Linked DNA regions of Sus scrofa: regions 1 and 2 are each linked to region 3. Evidence: chromatin contacts called from public HiChIP or PLAC-seq data. All regions are on one chromosome and are shown on one strand. Each heading gives the region's core, a stretch centred on a gene start, on an enhancer-like site or on the middle of the called end of the contact. The rest is flanking DNA. Distances are from core to core; before and after follow the strand shown.

The links. HiChIP or PLAC-seq counts read pairs in DNA pulled down with a chosen protein or histone mark.
Region 1: an H3K27ac HiChIP or PLAC-seq map of alveolar macrophages shows a contact between it and region 3. The contact joins the enhancer-like site here to the promoter of ALS2CR12 in region 3. A contact is called at or near these places in 4 of 47 Hi-C or Micro-C datasets (heart right ventricle, retroperitoneal adipose tissue, skeletal muscle and 1 more) and 2 of 2 datasets of contacts at active chromatin or transcription factors (alveolar macrophages and skeletal muscle).
Region 2: a contact with region 3 is called in an H3K27ac HiChIP or PLAC-seq map of alveolar macrophages. The contact joins the enhancer-like site here to the promoter of ALS2CR12 in region 3. A contact is called at or near these places in 1 of 5 promoter capture datasets (fetal liver), 4 of 47 Hi-C or Micro-C datasets (heart right ventricle, retroperitoneal adipose tissue, skeletal muscle and 1 more) and 2 of 2 datasets of contacts at active chromatin or transcription factors (alveolar macrophages and skeletal muscle).

The regions. Positions count from the first base shown.
Region 1 is chr15:105,345,700-105,349,026 of Sscrofa11.1, reverse strand. ALS2 (alsin) reads left to right here. Exons shown (of 34, transcript XM_021076185.1): 20 at 495-593; 21 at 1,184-1,348; 22 at 2,502-2,613; 23 at 3,112-3,189. Among named protein-coding and RNA genes, the nearest start is that of MPP4, 27 kb to the right of the region's middle. Within about 2 kb of position 1,251, at least 5 of the 83 cell types and tissues checked have an H3K27ac peak or open chromatin away from gene starts, as enhancers often do. A contact at or near this core is called in alveolar macrophages, where this site is marked.
Region 2 is chr15:105,327,401-105,330,561 of Sscrofa11.1, reverse strand. It overlaps ALS2 (alsin), which reads left to right. Exons shown (of 34, transcript XM_021076185.1): 34 at 485-1,845. The coding sequence ends at 523. Among named protein-coding and RNA genes, the nearest start is that of MPP4, 9.0 kb to the right of the region's middle. Within about 2 kb of position 1,366, at least 12 of the 83 cell types and tissues checked have an H3K27ac peak or open chromatin away from gene starts, as enhancers often do. A contact at or near this core is called in alveolar macrophages and retroperitoneal adipose tissue, where this site is marked.
Region 3 is chr15:104,984,993-104,988,193 of Sscrofa11.1, reverse strand. ALS2CR12 (amyotrophic lateral sclerosis 2 chromosomal region candidate gene 12 protein) reads left to right here and starts at 1,844. Exons shown (of 15, transcript XM_021075448.1): 1 at 1,844-2,821.

The DNA.
Region 1 (3,327 bases), core at 2-2,501, 360 kb before region 3:
TCAAGTTAGAGAAGTAATTAGTTTTACTGTATAAAAAGATTATTATATAAATTGGATAGGTGATTTTGTGTGTGTGTGATAGTATAAAATTTTATGATGTCTTTTAGTCTCCATTTAATAGAATTTTAGAATGAAACGAGACTTTAGATAATCTGATTTACTCCCCCTTATTACACAGATGAGGAAGCCAGGTACCTAGACTTACCCAAGGCGATGCAGCAAAAAAAAGGCCTGGGACACAGGCTCCCTGTTTTTCCTTGAACTTGGCCTAAAACACCTCATCGCTCTGCGAAGCAGTATTAATATCCCATCCCTCCAAGACTTGCCATATAGCTTAGGTAATAGGTAATAGCTTAAACCAAGACCCCATTTACCCCTTTCCTCCTCTAGGTAGTTAGTCCTCTTCTCTGTTCTTGTTATGTTTACCAGTGTATACATACTAAAGGTGACTATGTCCTCAATGCATTGTGAGATGTTTTTATTTGCCTTGGCAGATATGGAGAATACAGAATCCCAAACAAAGCCTTGAATAAAGAAGACCATTATGTGGGCCATTGGAAAGAAGGAAAAATGTGCGGTCAAGGAGTCTATAGGTAATCGCTTTGGAAAGGTTGCTGGACTGGCTGGTGTTGCTTTTTCAAAGAATTATGTAAACCTAAGTATTTGTGTAGCCCAAATTTCCAAGCAGTAAATTTTATTTATTCTTCTTATGACTGAAACAGTATAGAGTCTTCTTTGAAAGATCAACCTCTTGTCTGTCACATGATGAAATGTTAGGTTATTATTTTGTTCTTAACAAAACTGTACAAACCTGTGAACCATAACTTTCTCATAGAATTCTCTAAGTGTCTTGCTTATAAATTTATCTTATACTTACTACATGATTCTAATATGGAGAAAACCTATCATCCTTTCAGAGATCACGCATTATTTTATCTCCCCATGAGGGACTAAGTACACATTTTTTTCCTGATGTTAATACGGAATACCACCCAGGACATCTTCAATGTTTTAGACTCAGTCATTCAAAATGAGATTGTTGATTGGTGAGAAATAGTCAAGTAAACAAATAATTACAGCTGCAAACAAGACCTGAGTATAATTTGGAATTTACTAAACTTAGTAAAAATGAGTATCAGGATGCAGTGTGCTTGTGATCTTTATCCATTCTTTCTAACCACAGTTATGCCTCTGGTGAAGTGTTTGAAGGCTGTTTTCAAGATAACATGCGTCATGGTCATGGGCTCCTACGAAGCGGAAAATTAACTTCCTCTTCTCCCAGTATGTTTATTGGCCAGTGGGTAATGGATAAGAAAGCAGGATATGGTGTCTTTGATGATATCACTAGGTACAGTATTCTGCTTCTAATCTCACAGTTTAACGTGCAAGGCTAAGGTTCCTAGACTTCTCTGAAAACATTGATGATTTTATGAAGGCTGAATGTCTTAATTCAGCAGTACTCGGAACATTTTTTAATAAGAAGACAGAGTTATCAGGCATCATTTTATGCCTTTGCTTGTGAACCAGGCAACAGGTTACTGCTCTACAAGATCAGGATCATTCAGAATTAACATTGGCAGCAGTTTCCATAAAGCACACAAACAAAGCTTTTACCAAATCTTTGATTATTACACAAAGAAAAATCTTTCATGCAGGCAGTAGATAGCAGGAGTAAAGGGTTGGGATGGAGGGCGGGGGCAGGGGAATCAATGGAAGTTCTCTTTTGGGGTCATAGACTGGTATCTACACAGATCTTCCTGCCAGCTCAGAGACTTGTTACCATGCCAGAAACTCAGGAATCAAACTTAGTTAAATTCAATTAATTAAATTTTGGGGGAGGAATGTCGTTCTTTTGCCTCCATATTTGGTTTGGCCTGGTTTGCTTTTGGACTTAATATATATTCCTTCCCCCCTCATGTTATTGTCGGCATGTGGAATTTTAAAAATTTTGCTCTTATCACTAACCTCTATGATTATTTAATATAAACAGTTTGTACTAATTTTTTCCTTTTAATGGAGATTAGTAAGATTTCTCTGAGTTTGAGTAACTGAAGAATGAGCCTTCTTTTATGATAAACCCAATTTCTTTTTTTTTTTTTTTTTAAGTTCGTAAACTTTTGAGTGACAAAAAACTACATAGGTTTGAGTCTCCCTATTACATTTTGAGTGATATGATTTAAAGCTGAATTCTTGGCATTCATTTTTTGCAGTTATGTATTTTAAAGTTTTCAAAGGTAGTACTGGGAGTGTTTCCAGATCTATATCTGGTAGACTATAATGTTAAATTCCAGAGAGAACATTGCTCTGTGTAGGATGTATTTTGCAGTCACATTGTCCCCATTGAGGGGACAGTTAACTGCTTCAAGCAGAGAAATGGAAAAGATACCAACCTCGAGTAATGCCTGATATCCCCCATGTGGTAACTTTTTTTTTTCCCTACCTCATCTTTATCATCATTGATTTTTTTAATTTCTTTTTTCTTTTTTTCTATTTCTCTGCAGAGGAGAGAAGTATATGGGAATGTGGCAAGATGATGCTTGTCAAGGGAATGGTGTGGTAGTTACCCAGTTTGGACTGTACTATGAAGGCAACTTTCACCTCAATAAAATGATGGTGAGTGGGATATTTTGCTTACAGTTAACTGTTGACTTTTTTTTTTTCCCCATCTTTTTAGGGCCGCACTCATGGCATATAGAAATTTCCAGGCTAGGGGTGAAATCAGAGCTGCAGCTGCCAGCCTACATCACAAGCCATAGCAATGCAAGATCTGAGCTGTCTCTGAGGCCTACACCGCACCTCACCGCAATGCCGGATCCTTAACCTACTGAGCAAGGCCAGGGATTGAACCCTCATCCTCATGGATACTAGTTGGGTTCATTACTTCTGAGCCGCAATGGGAACTCCTAGTTACTGTTGACTTTTTAAAACTTTTGTGTTCTTTTTAATCACATTTTAAGTAATAATCTACCTTCCTAGCCCGATTTTTTTTTTTTTTTTTTTTTTTTTTTTTTTGTCTTTTAGGATAATGTAGCGCTTTGGGAGATGTGGCTGTAAAAACTCCAAGTTACTCTGCATTTTATATGTTGTGATTTTTTTTCTTTTTCTTCATAGGGAAATGGAGTTTTACTTTCTGAAGATGACACTATCTATGAGGGAGAATTTTCAGATGATTGGACCCTGAGTGGAAAGGTTGGAAACTTCTTTCTACTAATCTTCCACTTTTTTTTTCTTTTCTTTTCTTTTCTTTTTTTTTCTTTTTTTTTTTTTTTTTTGTCTTTTATCTTTTTAGGGCTGCACCCGTGGCATAGGGAGGTTCCCAGGCTAGGG
Region 2 (3,161 bases), core at 117-2,616, 340 kb before region 3:
TGGATACTTTCAGAATCACTTGGAGATGCTTCTTCAAAATGCATTCCTGGAAATTCTGACTCCGTAGGTCTGGAATGATGCTTAATCTCAACCAGTGTGGTTATCAAACATGCTGGGTGATTTTGATTACAGTCGTTTGTATACATTAAACTGATCACCAACATATGCTCAATGTCTGTTCAATAGTGGCTTAGCAAATTAAGGTATTTCTGCTTAATGAAGAATATTATACAGCTTGTAAAAATTTTTTTGTCCGTTTTAGAGTTAGAGGGAATTTTACGAAATTTTAGCTCTACTAATTATAACTCGGAAAAATAGACATGGGCTGGGGAGGAGGACCGGCAGAAACAGGGAAATGAAAGCACCTGATTTTGTTGAGCTATCAGTATTCATAAGGAGTTTCTGTTCTTGGTCTCATGTGCATTGTTATGTTTATGTAATTTCTTTTCAAGTAAGTTTGAAATGGTTGTGAACTTTTTTTCAGGCATGTTACTACCAGATCCAGCGTGAGAAGCTTAACTAGGCTGCATAACAGCTTGACAACTGGATTATCTATTCAGAGTGTTTTAGCACCATCTGCCATCTTCCTGTGGTGGCAAACAAAGAATGGTGTTGAAATGAGGACGTTGTATTATTTTGGTTGTTGTTTCTGAGCCTTGCTAATGATTGGAGCTCTGAGCCCAGACTAAAAGTAGTTGAAGGGGAGGATTGACAAGGAGGAAGAAATCAGATCGACTTTAGTCCCTGGCCTACGTTAAGTTCCCCAAATATGCATCTACTGTTGAAAAAAAGAGGCTCTCCCTTCCTACAGTAAAGAGTATGCCAGCTCATGAAGTTGTAAGAAAAAACTCTCAGTATAGCTTCTTCTATTAAGGAAGTGAATGAATATTTTTGAGCTTCCGGTTTGCCTGCAGTTACCCCAGACCCTTTGCAAGGAGCAGATTGTACTGGAAACTACAGTCGCCACACTCTGCCTTCCTCAATTCCTTGCAGTCATGTGTGCACCATTTCTTCTTTGCTGAGGGAGGGGAAAGAGGAACTTTTAAACTGCAGTTTTAACTTTTTTAAGCTTTTCCACCAGGGTATTCATGATGGGAGAGGTTCTGTGCCGTTAGTACCACACCGTAACCCCCAGCATGGAGCACGTCCAAATAGGAGCCTTCTGCCTCCTGACTAGGAAAGTACGTAGGAATTTTGTTCTTGGATTCCTTACAAGGCTACAGAGTGAATACACTGGAATTCTGACACTGGCTCTGAGCTGCTACGGAACCCCATTCATCCATGTGCAAACGCTGTATCCCGAGGCCTGTGAATGAGAGCCTGAAGAGCTTCGGCATGCAGGCTATGTTCGGAGCAGGACTAGAGACTGGGAAATACGGAAGCAAGAACCGCATCTGTCCTTGACCTGGTATTGTGGTCCTCCCCATACCTCGCACTGAACTCACAGAGGGGAAGGAAAAGGAAACACGCTTTGGCTTTTCCCCTATCAAAAGTGTTGTGACCCCTCGATCTTTTAACCTTCTAGTGTTTCGCTTTGGGCCTTTTTTTTTTTTTTTTTTTTTTTGAATGTCCTGTTATAAGTGGTTGGTTTACATTGTTCAAGTAACACTAGTAGCTGTTTGAGATAACATAGGTGCTCTTCCCGTCTCATCTCCTCCACACCAGAGTGAGCGTACGGAGTATTCTCCTGCTTTATGTTAACATCAGCAGATGTTAATCAATTTTCAAAAAGGATCATGGTTTCTGCTCTACTTTATAATCAAGACAAGTGTTTATTAAAATACTGTTTCGGAATGTTGGCTGTAATGTAACAGCAATTTTCATAATAAAAGATGTTCATCTTTACGAGGTTGTTTTATGATTGCAAAAGAAATGAAACAGGGCAGCCTAAAAATTTAAAAGAAACCCAAGTTTAGTTTTTTGGGGTGGATGAGGTTTCCCTGCATTGGAATCTGTGCCTCTTTGTAGAGGCCTCAGATCCCACTGGGGTTTTAGAGATCTCTCTAAAATAAACATAAACGTGGGAGTTCCCATTGGCTCAGCAGTAATGAACCCAACTATTATCCATGAGGATGCAGGATTGATCCCTGGTCCTACTTGGTGGGTTAAGGATCTGGTATTGCTGTGAGCTGCAGTGTAGGTCACAGATGTGGCTCGGATCTGGCTTTGCTGTAGCTGTGGTGTAGGCCGGTAGCTGTAGCTCTGATTTGACCCCTAGCCTGGGAACTTCCATATACCGTAGGTGTGGCCCTAAAAAGCTAATAATTAGTTAAACATAAACATAATAGTGTCTTTGCTGACAAAGAACAAATTAATTTTCAGACCCTAATAAGCTGAGGACAAGAGTCTTAAAAAGAAATACTAGTATTATTTCTTTGAATAAAAGACATATTTTGATAGTTACAGGTTAAATTTTTTCCCCTACACAGATTCAGGGAAGGAAAACAAGAGGATTTAAAATTTTGGCTAGAAATATGAGGCCTTAGTTAATTGTATACCAGTTGTAATGTCACTTTAGGGAGCGTTTACTTCTCACTGCTGCTTCCTACCAGAATATACCCGCCCATTACTGGAAAGGGACCAAAACAAAGATTTGTTTATGTTAAACACTTTATGTTTCCATTAGGAATTGTTTTGATTTTTGGAATAAACAAATTCCACATTTGTCTCATAAAGGTAAGTTTACTAAATGTCTTTGATCCTAACTTAAGAGGGAAAAACAGAGATAACTGTGGAAGTGGACAAAGAAAAACTTGAAATTCACTAAAAAGTTTTCAAATGATGTTAAGCTGTCTCAGTTCTAAGAGAAACATAATTCATCCTTTTATTAGAGTCTTGAATGAAACTGTTCTATTACTTTAGACTCTGTACTGTATTTATACTTTACAGGGAAAGTATAAATATGAATTAAACATTAAAATTATACATTTTTGGATTTCCCGTCATGGAGCAGTGGAAACGAATCTGACTAGGAACCATGAGGTTGCAGGTTCGATCCCTGGCCTTGCTCAGTAGGTTAAGGATCCGGCATTGCTGTGGTGTAGTCCAGAGGTGGCTCAGATCTGGCCTGGCTGTGGCTCTGGTGTAGGCCAGCAGCTGTAGTTCCAATAAGACCCCTAGCCTGGGAATCTCCATATGCCATGGATGTGGCCTTAAGAAAA
Region 3 (3,201 bases), core at 595-3,094:
ATGTGTAAATGGGTCACCACGCTGTACAGTAGAAAAAAAAATAATGTATTGGGGAAATTAAAAAAAAGAAAGCCTTTGAGTATAACTTTTCACACAATAAACAGATTCAAAGTAAATATCCAATTCCTAGATCCTATCCCATTGTTCTCCTGGTAACATCTTTCCCTCCCTTTAGCTATTGAAGTTGTCGCCACCTGTTCTGCTCATGGTACTTAGAGAATACACCCAAGGTTGGAATTGTGGCAGCCACAATGCAATCTTGGGGCTCCCGTATGTCAACACACTGAGGCTGGCATGACAAAAGGATGGGAAGAACCCAGTTCTACAATGACATTTCGGCATGCTCTCCAGAACTTATGTTTCATGAAATTTATGAACTTGTTTGATTTAAGCCACTTTCATTCAAGTGATTGTTGTGCATATTTTAACTAGCCCACTCTTTGAGACGCACTGTCATAAATATTGGTGTTCCTCCGGGCTCTGTTCTAGATCCTGCTCTCTGCACACATCCTTTCCCTGGGTGATCTCATCCACTCCCTTGGTTTCAGATATTATCTACTCTGAAGACTCCTGAAGTATTTCTAGCCCAAACTCTTCTTTGGAACTCCCCAAACATGGAACAAACTCTGTAACAGACAGCACCACTTGGATGTCTCAGACTCAACAAGACCAAGAAATCATGACCTGCTCCCTGAGTCTTTTCATCCCCCAGAATTTCCCATCTCAATAAATGGCACCACCACCTACCCAATGGCTTGGGCTAGAAACCCAGGAATCCTTACTGCCTCCTCCTTCTCCCTCAATTCCCATGTGTCCTCTTTCTCTCCATCCCCACTGCTACTCCCTCCGTTGAGGCCCCCACGGGGTCTCATGTGCCAACTGCCACAGACTCCTAGCTGGTTTCTTTCCTTCCTGTCTTGGCCCTTCCCATTGGTTTTCTATGGTGCAGTCAAAATTATCTTTCTAATATGCAAAGCCAGTCAGATTCTTTCTCTAGTTAAAACTGTTGCCTGACTCACTACACTAGACAGAAATCCCTGCAATCCAGTCCCTGGTGAAGCCCTTAATATAAGCTTCATTGTGATTTTAGTGAATTTATTGTCCATTTCCCCAATAGTCCCTAAGCCCTACAGAGCGCAGGAATGGAGCTAACTCCCCATACCACGCAACCGCACCTGGTACTCAGTAGCTAATAAGTGTGGGGTAGAATGAATGGATGGACTTATAACAAAGTTTTAAAAGCTTTGGGTGGTGACTTATCAATGAATCATGAAGTCAATCTGGTGGATTTATGATCAATTTTCATTTTATTTTATTCTTATTTATTTATTATTATCATCATTATTATTATTTTGCTTTTTAGGGCTGCATCCGTGTGCGGCATATGGAGGTTCCCAGGCTAGGGGTCGAATTGGAGCTACAGCTGCCGGCCTCCACCACAGCTCATGGCAATGCTGAATCCTTAACCCACTGAGCAAGGCCAGGGATCGAACTCTCAACCTCATGGTTCCTAGTCAGATTCGTTTCCGCTGCACCACAACAGGAACTCCCAGCTTTCATTTTATTTTTTTTTTTAATTTTATTTATTTATTTATTTATTTATTTATTTATTTTTTGTCTTTTTGCTATTTCTTGGGCCGCTCCCGCGGCATATGGAGATTCCCAGGCTAGGGGTCCAATTGGAGCTGTAGCCACTGGCCTACACCAGAGCCACAGTAACACGGGATCCGAGCCGCGTCTGCAACCTACACCACAGCTCAGGGCAACGCCGGATCATTAACCCACTGAGCAAGGGCAGGGACCGAACCCGCAACCTCATGTTTCCTAGTCGGATTCGTTAACCACTGCGCCACAACGGGAACTCCCAGCTTTCATTTTAAATAGATGAAAAATAAGTAGGTGAGAATAGTATGTAATAAGGGTATTAGTTCGTGCAAATTTTTATTATAAGATGTGTCAAATATAGTTCTTAGAGTGAGGTGGTTTAGTAAAATAAAAACGAAAGTAACTGGCGTTTAATATGCAAGCTTTTTTTTCTATAATGAAAAGAAGCAGCTCCCCTTATGAAAAAAAATCTGAGCTCCTTTGGTTGAAAAGGACTCCTGTCCCGGGGGATTACTTTCATAGATTTCAAAGCCTGAAATTCAAGGAAGAAAGTGCCTACTTTAGCATTTTAGGTTTCTGTGAGCAAATAACAGAGGAACTTCAAATCCATCACAGATGCTGCCTGCCATAGCCATTTAAGCCTAGGAGTGCTATTTAATTCTATTTCCCCAGAAAGTGTATCTTAAACATACCTTGTCTCACAGCCTTGGAGAATTTCTCAATGGCTGCCTCTCCAGCCTTCTCTCTTTAAGAGCAGAGTGTCCGAGCCAATGAGGTGCTGCTGTTCTGTTTCCATAGCAATAAAAGAAACAAACCTTCCTCTGCCATCCCCAAGGAGAAACCTCACAACTCGAGGCTCAAATCAAGAGAATCTGAACGGAGGGGTGAGCTTCTGTTCTGGTTTAACTTTCCCTGCAGTACTGAATTGTCTTTAGGAGGGAAATTCATGCACGCTCCAAGTCAGCCTTCGTAAAAGCCTTTGGCTGGCTTCAGCCTGTCTCTCTGCACCACACATACTGTGGATTTTCTGCTCTAGCATTTCAATCACTTGGAATGACCACTAAAGCCTCAAGTTCTGGAACCTCTGGATTTAACCTAAAATGAATTCTGATTTTGTGTTGATGGGAAACACTTTCTCTGTATCGTTGTGGGGTCTTTAAGGGCCTTGCCTTGGAGAGGAACCACATGGGAAAAACAAATCTTTGGGCAGTCCAGGGTAAGCTCTTTGAAAAGAGGTTTTATATAATTTTTTTCTTCTTTCTAGAGGTTCAGCTGGCTTACTGGTGACTACAGGCTCACTAGCTGGCACGGTCAGTGCACTGAGCCCCAGGTAAAATCATCAGGGAGAGATACAGGAAAGGAAGAGAATGAGGAAAAAGAACTCTAAGACGCACACACACCTATGTTCTTGGAACCGTACAATGCAACAAATCAAGCCATTGTGAATGCAGCAGATCTATCTATGCTGATATGAAAATACCTATTAGATATCCTGTTATATAAAAAGAGCGAGGCATGATATAGTGTGTCAAGTATGGTCTGATTTATGCAAAAATTTTTAAAGATTATAGAACATTTCTGGAATGATATCCAAAA